Linked DNA regions of Bicyclus anynana: region 2 is linked to region 1. The links are chromatin contacts, called in public Hi-C maps. All regions are on one chromosome and are shown on one strand. Each heading gives the region's core, a stretch centred on a gene start, on an enhancer-like site or on the middle of the called end of the contact. The rest is flanking DNA. Distances are from core to core; before and after follow the strand shown.

What was found. Hi-C and Micro-C count contacts between places; a contact is called where the count stands out from the background.
Region 2: a contact with region 1 is called in a Hi-C map of whole larva, with 3 times the contacts expected there. The contact joins two enhancer-like sites. A contact is called at or near these places in 2 of 2 Hi-C or Micro-C datasets (whole body and whole larva).

The regions. Positions count from the first base shown.
Region 1 is chr14:4,817,336-4,823,260 of ilBicAnyn1.1, forward strand. It overlaps LOC112049246 (serine/threonine-protein kinase S6KL), which reads right to left. Exons shown (of 10, transcript XM_052885508.1): 8 at 3,098-3,189; 9 at 1,824-2,022; 10 at 1,083-1,747. The coding sequence ends at 1,634. Among protein-coding and RNA genes, the nearest start is that of LOC112056517, 4.3 kb to the left of the region's middle. Within about 2 kb of position 3,121, at least 8 of the 8 cell types and tissues checked have open chromatin away from gene starts, as enhancers often do.
Region 2 is chr14:4,872,248-4,878,172 of ilBicAnyn1.1, forward strand. LOC112049246 (serine/threonine-protein kinase S6KL) reads right to left here. Exons shown (of 10, transcript XM_052885508.1): 7 at 3,218-3,306. It overlaps LOC112049245 (fibrous sheath CABYR-binding protein), which reads left to right. Exons shown (of 2, transcript XM_024087053.2): 2 at 284-1,653. The coding sequence starts at 285. The coding sequence ends at 1,421. Among protein-coding and RNA genes, the nearest start is that of LOC112049247, 16 kb to the right of the region's middle. Within about 2 kb of position 3,269, at least 6 of the 8 cell types and tissues checked have open chromatin away from gene starts, as enhancers often do.

The sequences.
Region 1 (5,925 bases), core at 1,871-4,370:
GGAAATACAAAGTTGGCAAATGTAATTAAAATGATGGAGGCAGGCAGCCCTATCACATGTTTACGTACCGCGCGCTGTAAGTATTTATTTCAAAAATGCGGCCGAGTATACTGCTTGTATATATTTTTACTGTGCACAATGTGTTTGTTAGTGTGTGTAAAAATTACGCGTGTGTGTATTGCGAGTCAAATTTATAGTTGTGTGTAATTTATGGACACAGATTATACTTAATGGTGTTAAATGTTTTCGATGTGTGAGTTTACCTCGTCCCCCTCAAAAAATGACAGACTTTTTTGTTGGTGAATTTGGATGCGAACCGCGTCCAGTTATTAATGGTCTAAGGTTTTAAAAGCAATTTAAGGATATTTTTGTTTAATGCATCTCTGTCTACGATTTAATGTTTCTTTTTAACCACAGACCACAAATGAAGGTTTTTAACTAGAGTTTTAATGACATTTGACAATATTGCATGACATTGACAGCTTACACCGGATATGAATTCAAGGTGTTTTTATTAGCTGTTTTGAACTTTTACTGTATTGTCTATGTTTAATTTGTAGACAAGGGAGCGAAACAAAAAAAAATATTATCTAATTTATTCGGGTGCTGATGCCGGTGAAGTGAAACCATAAAAAAAAACAAACATCACGCATCCTTGACATCTGTTTAGACAAACTTTTTTCTAAGGAAAAAATATCAGCATAGTATGAAAAGTTCCAAAACTAACTCCCCTCACATGGCACAACTGTCCTACCTGAAAATGTAGTGTGTACACACACGCTATAGATTTCAGAATAAGAAAAAGAAAAATTAGTTTAAAGATTAATAGGCATATTAAATAACTAGCGGACGTTCGCGACTTCGTCCACGTGGAATTTAGTTTTTCACAAATCCTTCGGTAATCATAGATTTTTTCGGGATAAAAACTAGCCTATGTGTCAATCCAGAGTAAAATCTATTTCCATTCCTAATTTCAGCCAAATCGCTTCAGTAGTAGCGGCGCTATCTAGTAACAAATATCCAAACATACATCCAAACATCCATACAAATTTTCGCGTTGGAGGGAAATGATTGAGAGAATATTCCAGATAGTCAATATTTCATTTTATTTCAGAACTAAATAACAATTATACAACTAAATTTATACAACAACTAAATATGTGAGGGTCTTTTATTATTATGTAGGTACATAAAATTCTTGTGTATACTCTGCCATAATAGCCCAGTGGATATGATGACCTCTGCCTCCGATTTCGGAGGGTGTGGGTTCGAATCCGGTTCGGGGCATGCACCTCCAACTTTTCAGTTGTGAGCATTTTAAGAAATTAAATATCACGTGTCTCAAACGGTGAAGGCAAAAAATCATGAGGAGACCTGCACTCCAGAGAATTTTCTTAATTCTCGGCTTGTGTGATGTTGCCCCTTTCATTCTGAGAGGAAACTCGAGCTCAGCAGTGAGCCGAATGTGGGTTGATAATGATGATAATGATATACTCTGACTCTCTGTTATTATACTAATAATAATATAGATTAATGTTTTTACATAATATTACTGTCAGTGAGATTCTTAGAATATCTGCATTGGTACAGAAGAGAGTTGATTAAAAACTAAATATTTTAATTACACTATAGATTATAACACCATCGCTTCTTGATCAAATTCTATAAATTCACAGTTATTTTCTTCATTCGAAACGGCAGGCCTCATGGTTTGTATGTGATTTTCTAAAACTCGTTTAGGTGAAAGCTGCAAAAAATAAAAAATAAAAAATTAAGAATTTAGCAGAAAGGTAAGCTCAAGTTAATTAAGTCTCTTAAGTAACCTTTTTCGCTTTTACATGCTCGAAATTAAATCCTAGATAAAATGCGGTTTGTTGTAACTGCCGAAGACTCCGTAGCCGCACTTTAGGTTCCGTTTCTAATAATCTTATCAAAAGCGCTCTCGCTGGTTTTGAAAGTTTAGTAGCACTGTCCGGCAAAGCACCTGGCTTAGGTAGAATAGGGGTCGACTGTTGCATCACGCTGAAAAAAGAAAACGATTTTATTGTCTATGTTCTTAAACAGACTAAGATTTAACTATGTGCCGTTCTAGATTTTAAGACAGGCAGGCGTGTAAAGGCAAGCTTATACTAAATTACACTAAATAAAACGGATTTTTAATTTTACAGTAGATTCGTGCGATCCGTAGGTACGATACGGATCAGTGGACTCCTACCATATAGGTGCAATTTAGGACCTTTACCTTTGCTTAACAGCCTCGTAGGCAACCAGTTCACGTAAGGTATCCATTTTTACCCGACTAAGCCAAAAAGAAGGGTAAGGGATTTTGGCAGTCTATATGTGATGGCAGTCTATGTATGAATGTACATAAATATGGTACAAAAATGGTCATGGTAGCGCCGTGGTCGCATAGAATGTAAACGGTCTACTATGATTGTACCAAGACCTTCATTTTAAACATACATGCTAATTGTATAATGGGTGCAACCTGGTTATTGGCTGGTGGAAGTAGTTACCACCCTACCGACAAAGACGTACCGCCAAGCAATTTAGCGTTCCGGTACGATGTCGTGTAGAAACCGAAAAGGAGTGTGGATTTTCAACTTCCTCCTAACAAGATAGCCCGCTTCCATCTTACACTGCATCATCACTTACCATCAGGTGAGATTGTAGTCAAGGGCTAAGGGCAAGCCACGGCTCTACCATGACCATTTTTATACCTATATATTTCTCTATTGCGACCTGAAATATTTTCTTGTTTCGGTCTTTATGACGTAGTAGGGCTATAGTTTTAACAGAAAGGGTCCATTGAAAACTGAGTCCACATAAAGGACACAATACAAATATCAATAAATGCTTGCCAACCGTCATTTTTGTGGTAGGTAGGCTCTATGCCTGTAGGCCTAAGATGCGCACCACGACATATCTTAAGAAATGAGAAAGACAAATTTCAACCAATGGCGGCGCAACCGGAAGTAACGCTCTTTCTTTCGTCATGGGGACAACACAACAGCTGTTGGTCGACATTTGTCTTTTTCTCTTCACGGAATACGTCGTGGGGCGCATGCCAGGCCTACTGATAATGATGAAGATTTACCTGTCGTTTGTGTCACTTCTGTCAGTGAGGCTTGCTGACGTAAGACGCTCTTCGTCGCGTATTGCTGACATACGCACCGCAGGCGTCGGAAACTGTAAATCAATGTATGTATTTATATGTATGTATATAAATAAAATTGAAGTGTCTGTATATGATTTCAAAATCCGAGCAACTATGTTTTCTCAAATGCCTAAACACCATATTAAAACACAATCATTTTGAATTATTTTCTGTCAGTTTTCCCGGGCTAACCTCTGTAACAGCAGAACCGTTGGTGGGTCTTTCACTGATAAACATATGATACTAGTGGACGCCTGCAACTTTGTCCACGTGGAAATCAATGTAAACTTTCAACCCCTATTTCTCCACTTTAGGGGTTGAATTTTAAAAATTAATGAATCACATTATATTTCATACTTTTTTATGATGTAAGAACAAATTTTTAAAACTGTAACTCTAAAAATGAAGGACTTTCTATACGAACTTTCAACCCCTATTTCACCCCTTTTTATTTTAGAGTAAAAAAGTACTCTATGTTTTGCTTCATGGTCCCATTTACCATTATACCAAAATTCATCTTCATCGGTTCAGCCGTTTAGCCGTGAAAAGATAACAGACAGACAGACATACAGACTTACTTTAGCATTTATATTATTAGTATAGATTATTGAGCAACATATAGGCTACTTTTTAACCCGGAAAAATCCATGTATCCCGTGGGATTTGTAAAAAACTGAATTTTTCGCGGTCAATGTCGCGGGCGTGCGCTAGTGTAAAATATGCGTATTGAGTATTTTCCTTGCTGAAATTGATCATGAGGTCTTGACTTCGAGTCAAGGGTCAGGTTATGTAATGTCTGTAAAAGCTGACTACTGGTGCAGGGCTGGCCCTAGTAAGATGACAAAAAATATAATTATATAAAGGAGGATGGCGAAAGTGGGAGTCACACTCAGAAGTGTCGTACACTCATACATTTGTATTAATTAAAACTATTATCTTATAAGATCCTTGAAAAAAAATATTGAGATTTTACAGAACGGGAATCAAGATTACTTAGCATAGCATAATTAAATTGTTCTACTTGTTGCCTGAGATCGAAACGCCTTGAGGTATTTATAAAGCAATCACGCAGTTGTATGTCAGCGGCGGTGTTTTTCAGTATAAAATTCACATTTATTCGTATGCATATACTATATAGCAGGGGTGGCCAACAGGTCGATCGCGATCGACCGGTCGCTCGCGACTGTTAGTCCAGTAGATCGTGGCAAGGCAAAAAATATAAATACGTAGACCAGACTGCGCAACGTAATCGGCAACTGCTTCACGCATCATCTTGTATAATTTTTATAAAAAATATAATATATAATTTAAGATAGTTGACATAGAAAAGAAAAAATTTGAAGAATTTGTAAATATCAAAGATGATATTTTGAAAAAACGTCTACCTACAACTTCATTTATATGAAGTACACAGTCGTCGTCAATCGTGACAGAAATTAGGGCAGTGGTAGCAGACTTCTAAATTCGCTAAAGCGATTTCAGAAATTCGAGAGGTTGGTTCAATTTATCGGTTTAATGATTTCATTGATCATAGTGAATTGAATACAAAACACGCAATACTCACTAACACTAACACTAATATATACGAGTAGATCGTTCAGGGTTTCAATAGTAAACATTAGATCTTGGGTCTAATCAAGTTGGCCACCCCTGCTATATAGGTTAGGTTACTTTCTAATTTTAAGGTATATCTCTTTTCTCCAAGCTTTTCAAGGTTGGTTACCATTTGCTTTTTTCTTAGTTTAATCACGTTAAACAACTATCAATGGGTTTCCATTATGTACGTTACTTCTATTTGCTAGTCCCAAAATATATGCAACCTCGCCAATTTCCTTTACAAAAAGATAAGCATTAGAACACATTTTTTTGGCTATCGTTCATTGGTGTATCTAGGATTCTTTCCTAGGGTGGGCCTGGCCCCGGACATCAAGTCTATTATTAGTTTTATAATAGAATTCCACATCAGTAGCCCAGAATCCTAGGGTGGGCACAGGTCCATTCTAGGGTGGGCACGACCCCCCCATATACGCCTATCGTTCTTGATTGATACTGCGAAGATCGTATGAACTCCTGTATCAGTTGCCGTTTCTACCATCATCATGCCCCATCAATACAACTAAAGCAAAAACACCAAATAAATTCTAAAATTCTAAAATTCTAAATTCTAAGCAAGCGCGTACCAGAGACCCGTAGGAGAATCTTCGCTTACGTGATTAACCAAGCACCATTTTAAACATACTTGAAAAAAAATCGCAGTTCTCAAGTCTACGCACACCTGCTTCCGATACAATTCGTTCTCATTACTATAAAAAGCACTCGGAACGTGACTTGAAATAATTCAGACAGCACACTTGCATAAACCTAATTCAATAGACGTGCGATCAAACGCGGCGTCTAGCGCTCTTCATGCGTTTTTCATAAGCCGTGTCTACGCAACATTAGCCCCCATAACCCGTCTGGGACATCTAGACTAAGATCCAGTGAACAGTTTCTTCACCATTTTAAAATCTACCGATCTAACTTTTAAACATAAATCAAACAATATGGGAAAAGAATAATAATAACATTTTGAGTGGCCGCTAGAAGTTTCTAGTTAAGTACTTAGTCTTAGTTTAGATTATTTATTTATTTTTGTATGTAATTTTTTTTATAAAGCCATTTTATATGTTTGTGTGTTAGATGTGCCTCACTCAATAACGAAAAAAATATTACATGTATGCATTTATAATTTGACACACGTAAAATATTTAAATTATTAGGTACAAAAA
Region 2 (5,925 bases), core at 2,019-4,518, 55 kb after region 1:
CGTACCAAAGTATCCAGTCCACTTTCACAAATAGTTTACATCCTACTTATACATATTAAGTTTAATTCAACGCGACTAGATAGTCGTCACTCGACCCCAGCCAGCCAGCCCTTAGATGATTGAACGTTAATAGGAAAATTGCTGTAAATGTTGGAGTCGAGCGGCGGTGCGTAACATTGGCCTTACCGCGTCTCACGACTTGCAGGCGTGCATTTATTTGAATTCCGAACAATCTTGCTGCCATTATTTCTTGAAACCACTCATTATTTTTTTTTATTTTCAGGATGAAGGTCTTACTACTTTGCATGGCCTTTGCGGCTGTGAGTCTTGCAATGCCGGTCGCCGAGGAAAAGCAAGAAGTACCCGTCGCGCCTCCATCTATTCCCGAAGTCAAGCCTGAAGTGAAAGCTGCTCCCGTAGAAGAAAAGCCTGAATCAGAAACTGAGCCTAAAAGTGAACAACTCCCAGAGGCTATAGCAAAAAGTGCAATAGCCCCTGTAGAAATTGCTCCTGAATCACCAGCTCCAGCTAAAGTTGAGGGTGTCTCTGAAGTGAAAAAGGAGGACATCCCTGCCGTCAAGGCAGCTGAACCAGAAGCTCCTGCAAAGCCTGAAGTAGCTGAACCTGAAGCTAAGCCTGAGGTAAAGAGTGTGATCGCTGAAACTAAACCAGTTGTAGAAGGATTAAAATCTGAAGAAGTTCAGGCTAAAGTTGAAGAAGTCAAAAACGAACAACCCATAGCGAAATCTGGCATTCTTGATATTGATGTCGTTAGTGCAGTTAAAAATAATGCAGCAGTCGCCGACGACGTTATAGACGCAGCGGCTATCAACCCTGCCATTGCCACTAAGAGTGCGGACCCAGAGGAGAAGATAGACGAGTCTCCTGCCGCTGAACCCGAAGTTAAAGCCATCCAACCTGAGGAAGTCAAACCAATTGAGCCCAAAGCTGAAGAGAAACCCGCGGAAGTTGCTCCAGTATTAGATGCATCCCCTGCAGCAAAATCAGATGCCGCCTCTGATGCGCGCGTAGTCCGTGACGCTGCGGAAGAGAAACCGGAGGCTGAAGCAAAAGCGGTTGAAGCTAAAACAATTGCCGAGGCGAGCAAAGAAGAAGTTAAGCCCGCCGAAGTGCCAAAACTAGATCCCAAATCTGCCAAACCTGAAGAAGTTCAAATTACAAATGAAAAGGAATCAGAAAAGCCCGAGGAACCAGCTAAGAAGGAGGAGTCAGTTATTGAAAAAGTGAAGCCAGCGGCACCCGCCCAACCCGCAGAGGTTGTTCCATCTAAGCCCGTTGTGCCTAAGGATCAAATTTTAAATGACCAACCAGCCAAAGAAGACAAGAAAGAAAGTTCCGAGGAAAGCGCTGAAAGCGACAAGGACTCATCGGAGGAGAGTGGAGAGTCGAAGAAGCCTTAAGTTAGTTAATGTTAAGTAGTAGGCGGGAGGCGTGGGTCGACTCGCGCCCTCGACGCGCTCCCCCCGCCCCGCAGCGCTGTGAGTGATCTACCGCGACGAGCGGCTCATCTGACTATCCACTAGTTCTAGAGACTAATTTAAAATAGTGGAACATCTACGTTGTAATTATTATTTTCAAAGTAAATTATCGAATTCACGGTACTATAAGTAATAATAAATAGTTTTTATAATATTCTCTTGTCTTATTTCCTTATCCTAAATATAGAAAATGGAGTCAAAATACTCTCCTGTAAGTACCATTAGTATTCACAAATAACTTAATAGTACGAGATCCGGTATAAGAAATTTATACTCTCATCTGTTATTTGCAATAAGAAATAAATAATAGAAAATAAGCTCATTGACACATTGCACATATGCTGCCTAGTTAAATTGCGTTTTAGTTATTAAATAATTAATTTAATTTTTTAATTTATTTAATCTCCCACCCTCATTGGTTAATTTTAAAAATCCTACACTAGTTAATAGGGTATACCGAAAGTAATAGAAAAAGTAAAGGTCGTCTGCTCTCACGCTGCAATTGTGGGGTTGCCAGACATAAACAGATAACTCATGTAATTTGTACCTGTAGTTATTCAGTTGTCTAATATGTCAAATGAAAGCATATTTTATGCTTAAGTCAACTATATTAGGTTGCCTTCGATCTAGTTCATGGTTTCTTAGATTTTGTATGTTTTTCATAGTCTGGCCGCAATTTAATTAGGCAACCTATTTGCAATGTGTCACTGTGAATTCACTAACTTTGACATATGATAGCTGATTTACGAAATTGAGATTCTATGTAACAAATGTCATCCAGTGCCTAATGATATCATCATACAGTAGGTTGATGACATTTCTCAATTGATTTGATGTTTATTTTAATAGGTTGATAATAAAGACTAAAATACTGAACAGGCCAGCTGTTGAGACTTCAGATACAATGTATATTATTAAAGTATTTCCCATTATTTTAGGTTAAAAAAATACGTGTGGCACTCGGGGATTGCCACGGCCAAGCTATTTATTATCAATTTATTTAACAATATAATTTATGTATTTTAAAATTTCCAAGTTAAGTTATTTTACCTTCACTTAATAGCGGGCTCGAACTCTTTGTGGACGCGGCTAAGAATCACACACCAGCAGTAAGCAGTATATTTGCAGACATTCGGTTATTCTTCCCCACTTTCACCCACCACAACTTTTAAAGGGCTCAACCGATTTTCATCAAAGTTACCTTTAATACAAAATAAACTTGAAATCGCTTTATCCGTTCGGTTTTATGGTGCCACAGACAGATATACACGTCAAACTTTTTGCGTCAGGGTAAAACAAGGATCCTACTATTATTATAAACGCGAAAGTTTGTATGGATGTTTGGATGTTTGTTACTCTTTAACGCCGCTACTACTGAAGCGATTTAGCTGAAATTTGGAATGGAAATAGATTTTACTCTGGATTACATAGGCTACTTTATGTCAAGAAAAAATCCATGGTTTCCCGAGATTTGCGAAAACTGATGATTTTGATGATATGAATGTTTGTTACTCTTTCACGCCTCAACTACTGAACCGAATTAGCTGAAATTTGGTATTAAGATATTATGGCCTGGATTAACACATAGGCTACTTTTTATCCCGGAAAAATCCATGGTTCCCGAGGGATTTGTGAGAAACTAAATTCCACGCGGACGAAGTCGCGGGCGTCCGCTAGTAAATAAATAAACGAGAGTAATAAAATGCATGCGACCATACCTCTCCGGTTAGCATTCGACAGGTAAGTACGCCGAGGGACCACCAGTCTGCTGAGTGTCCATACGGGTCGCGCTGCATCACTTCCGGGGCTGGAGACAACAAGGAGCTGTTACACACTAGTACAAACATACTATCACACTAAATGTATGTACATGAGGAATTACTTTTTCCATCCATAAGCAACACCTGTGATAGAGAAATAAGACCGTGAGATACGTGATAGCCCAGTGGATACGACCTCTGCTTCCGATTTCGGATGGTGGTGGGTTCGAATCCGGACCGGGGCATGCACCTCCAACTTTTCAGTTGTGTGCATTTCAAGAAAATTAAATATCACGTGTCTCAAACGGTGAAGGAAACCTGCATACCAGAGAATGTTCTCTGCATGTGTGAAGTCTGCCAATCCGCATTGGGCCAGCGTGGTGGACTATTGGCCTAACCCCAATTCTCTCTCTCTCATTCTGAGAGGAGACTCGAGCTAAGCAGTGAGCCGAATATGGGTTGATAACGACGATTCGAATAAAAATGACCTTATTAAAAATAAAGAAATTTATATGCTAATCTACAGCGAAGTTTGCGTTCCGAGCAACCCAACCCAAAAAGGTTCCCAAAATAGGTGAAAGTACAAAAATGTACATTACATGGTATTTTTTGTTTTTCGTTTGCCAAACATTAACCCGCCGGCCACTCATCAACTCGTATTCGGCTCTCTGCTGAGCTCGAGTCTTCTCTCAGAATGAGAGGGATTAGGCCAATAGTCCGCCACGCTGGCTCAACGCGGATTGGCAGACTTCACACACGTAGAGAATTAAGAAAATTCTCAGGTATGCAGGTTTCCTCGCGATGTTTTTCCTTCACCGACACGTGAAATTTAATTTCTTAATATCCCGGATTCGAGCCTTTGGCCTCCGGAATCAGAGGCAGAAGTCATATCCACAGGGCTGTAACGGAACTTTTGGCGGATATCTTGGAAAAGTTTTATTTTCAAGCTTTTTGAGTAGGTAAGTACGCTCATTATGAGAATTCCTATAATCTATCACAGATATTGCAATCATACACACTTCTTGTGCTCTACGCAACTCTCATTCCCCCATTCACACTAATTAAAAATAATTAATTAATTGATATTAAATTAAAAATTATATTTACTTTGATGGTAGGAATCTGAATGCAGTGTAGCACACGAAGTCTTCTTGGAACACTTGCTTTCGAAAATATCACATCTATACCTTTTTTGATGAATACTGTTTACCAACAAACAAATTAATAATGAGGGTATAAATCACTAGCCATTTCATACCTAATAATAATTATAATTAACTTGTCCTTGTATTAATGAAAATAAATTTGACTAATAAGCTTAGAACAAATTAAATATACCTACCACATATAACCATACATAATTTAAAATAAACAAGTTATTAAATGATATACGTTTTCTACCTTCATTTCTAATTTATTTGTTGTTAAACAGTACTCATCAAGAAAGGCTGTAGTATAGATTATTCAAATAGTAACCGATTTTTGCAAAGAAAAACCAAAAGTTCGTTTTATTTAGCATCCCGTATTGATTGTAGAGTGCAAAGGCGTCATTCCAGGGGGAGGAGGGGGGAGTAAAAGGGCAAGTACATATAAAGAATACTTTGCTTTGCTTATTTTGTATCTATAAAGAGACAGATACCTCTCGCGCTCCCCTTTGTAGATGGACAATTTAAATCTTCTTTATTGCACGATATAATTGAAGGCAATGCAACACGCGGTTGCTCTTTGCAATTGACATGAACAAACATGGCAACAAGACATGAACACTTTGCAGATCATGCAAGGAACAAGTCCTACAAATCCCTGCTCTTTGCAGTCAAGGTGTTAAGGCAACCACATATTTTAGATCCATACACAGCAGTGATGCTTGGCGGCAGTGGTGTACCTAGGCGGTTCTACGCCCCGGGGCCCACAAACTCAGAGAACCTCGAATTTTTACCAGAAAATCGCGATCAATTGATTTGAACTTTCGATAATTTCCCCTATTTTCAAATTTAAATATGACAGGATGCAACCCGACTTAAATCATGGCAACTAAAATAGACCTTTTAATCTTTTATTGCTAAGCAATAACTAACATCAAGTATTCTGATAGATAGAAAAATGTATACTTGATAAAACTTATCCAGTTTAGACAGTAGTTGGGCCCAATTTTTTTATTTACACCAGGTCCCTTGGTTACCTAGCTACGCCACTGCTTGGCAGTAGATGGCGGTAATACTTCCACGGACGAGCTGTCACAGAGCAAGACAGAGCAAGTAAACCTATATAAAAATACTCGTATGCTCTATAACTCTCTAGGTTCTGGCAAACTAAGAAAGCAATTAACCTCAGGGTTCTGTCAAAAGAAGTATTCGCCATTTTTTATCTGAATGCATCACATAATGATATGGTACCTACACGTTGCTCCAATTTAGTTTGATGGGTTTGAATCTGTAACGATAACTGTATGTTATTGATACTAATAAATTAATAACTGGGATCGACGACGTAACATGCTCTCTGACAGGTGTAACACCACCAACTTCCCAATTTGAGTTTTGCAAACGATATTTTATAAACTATATATTATGCTTGAATATATAGTACTTAGTATTAAACACAAAATTGTGTATGTGTGCGCTCAGTGGAGTAGCTAAATTCGCATCACTTTTTGTAGGCAGGCA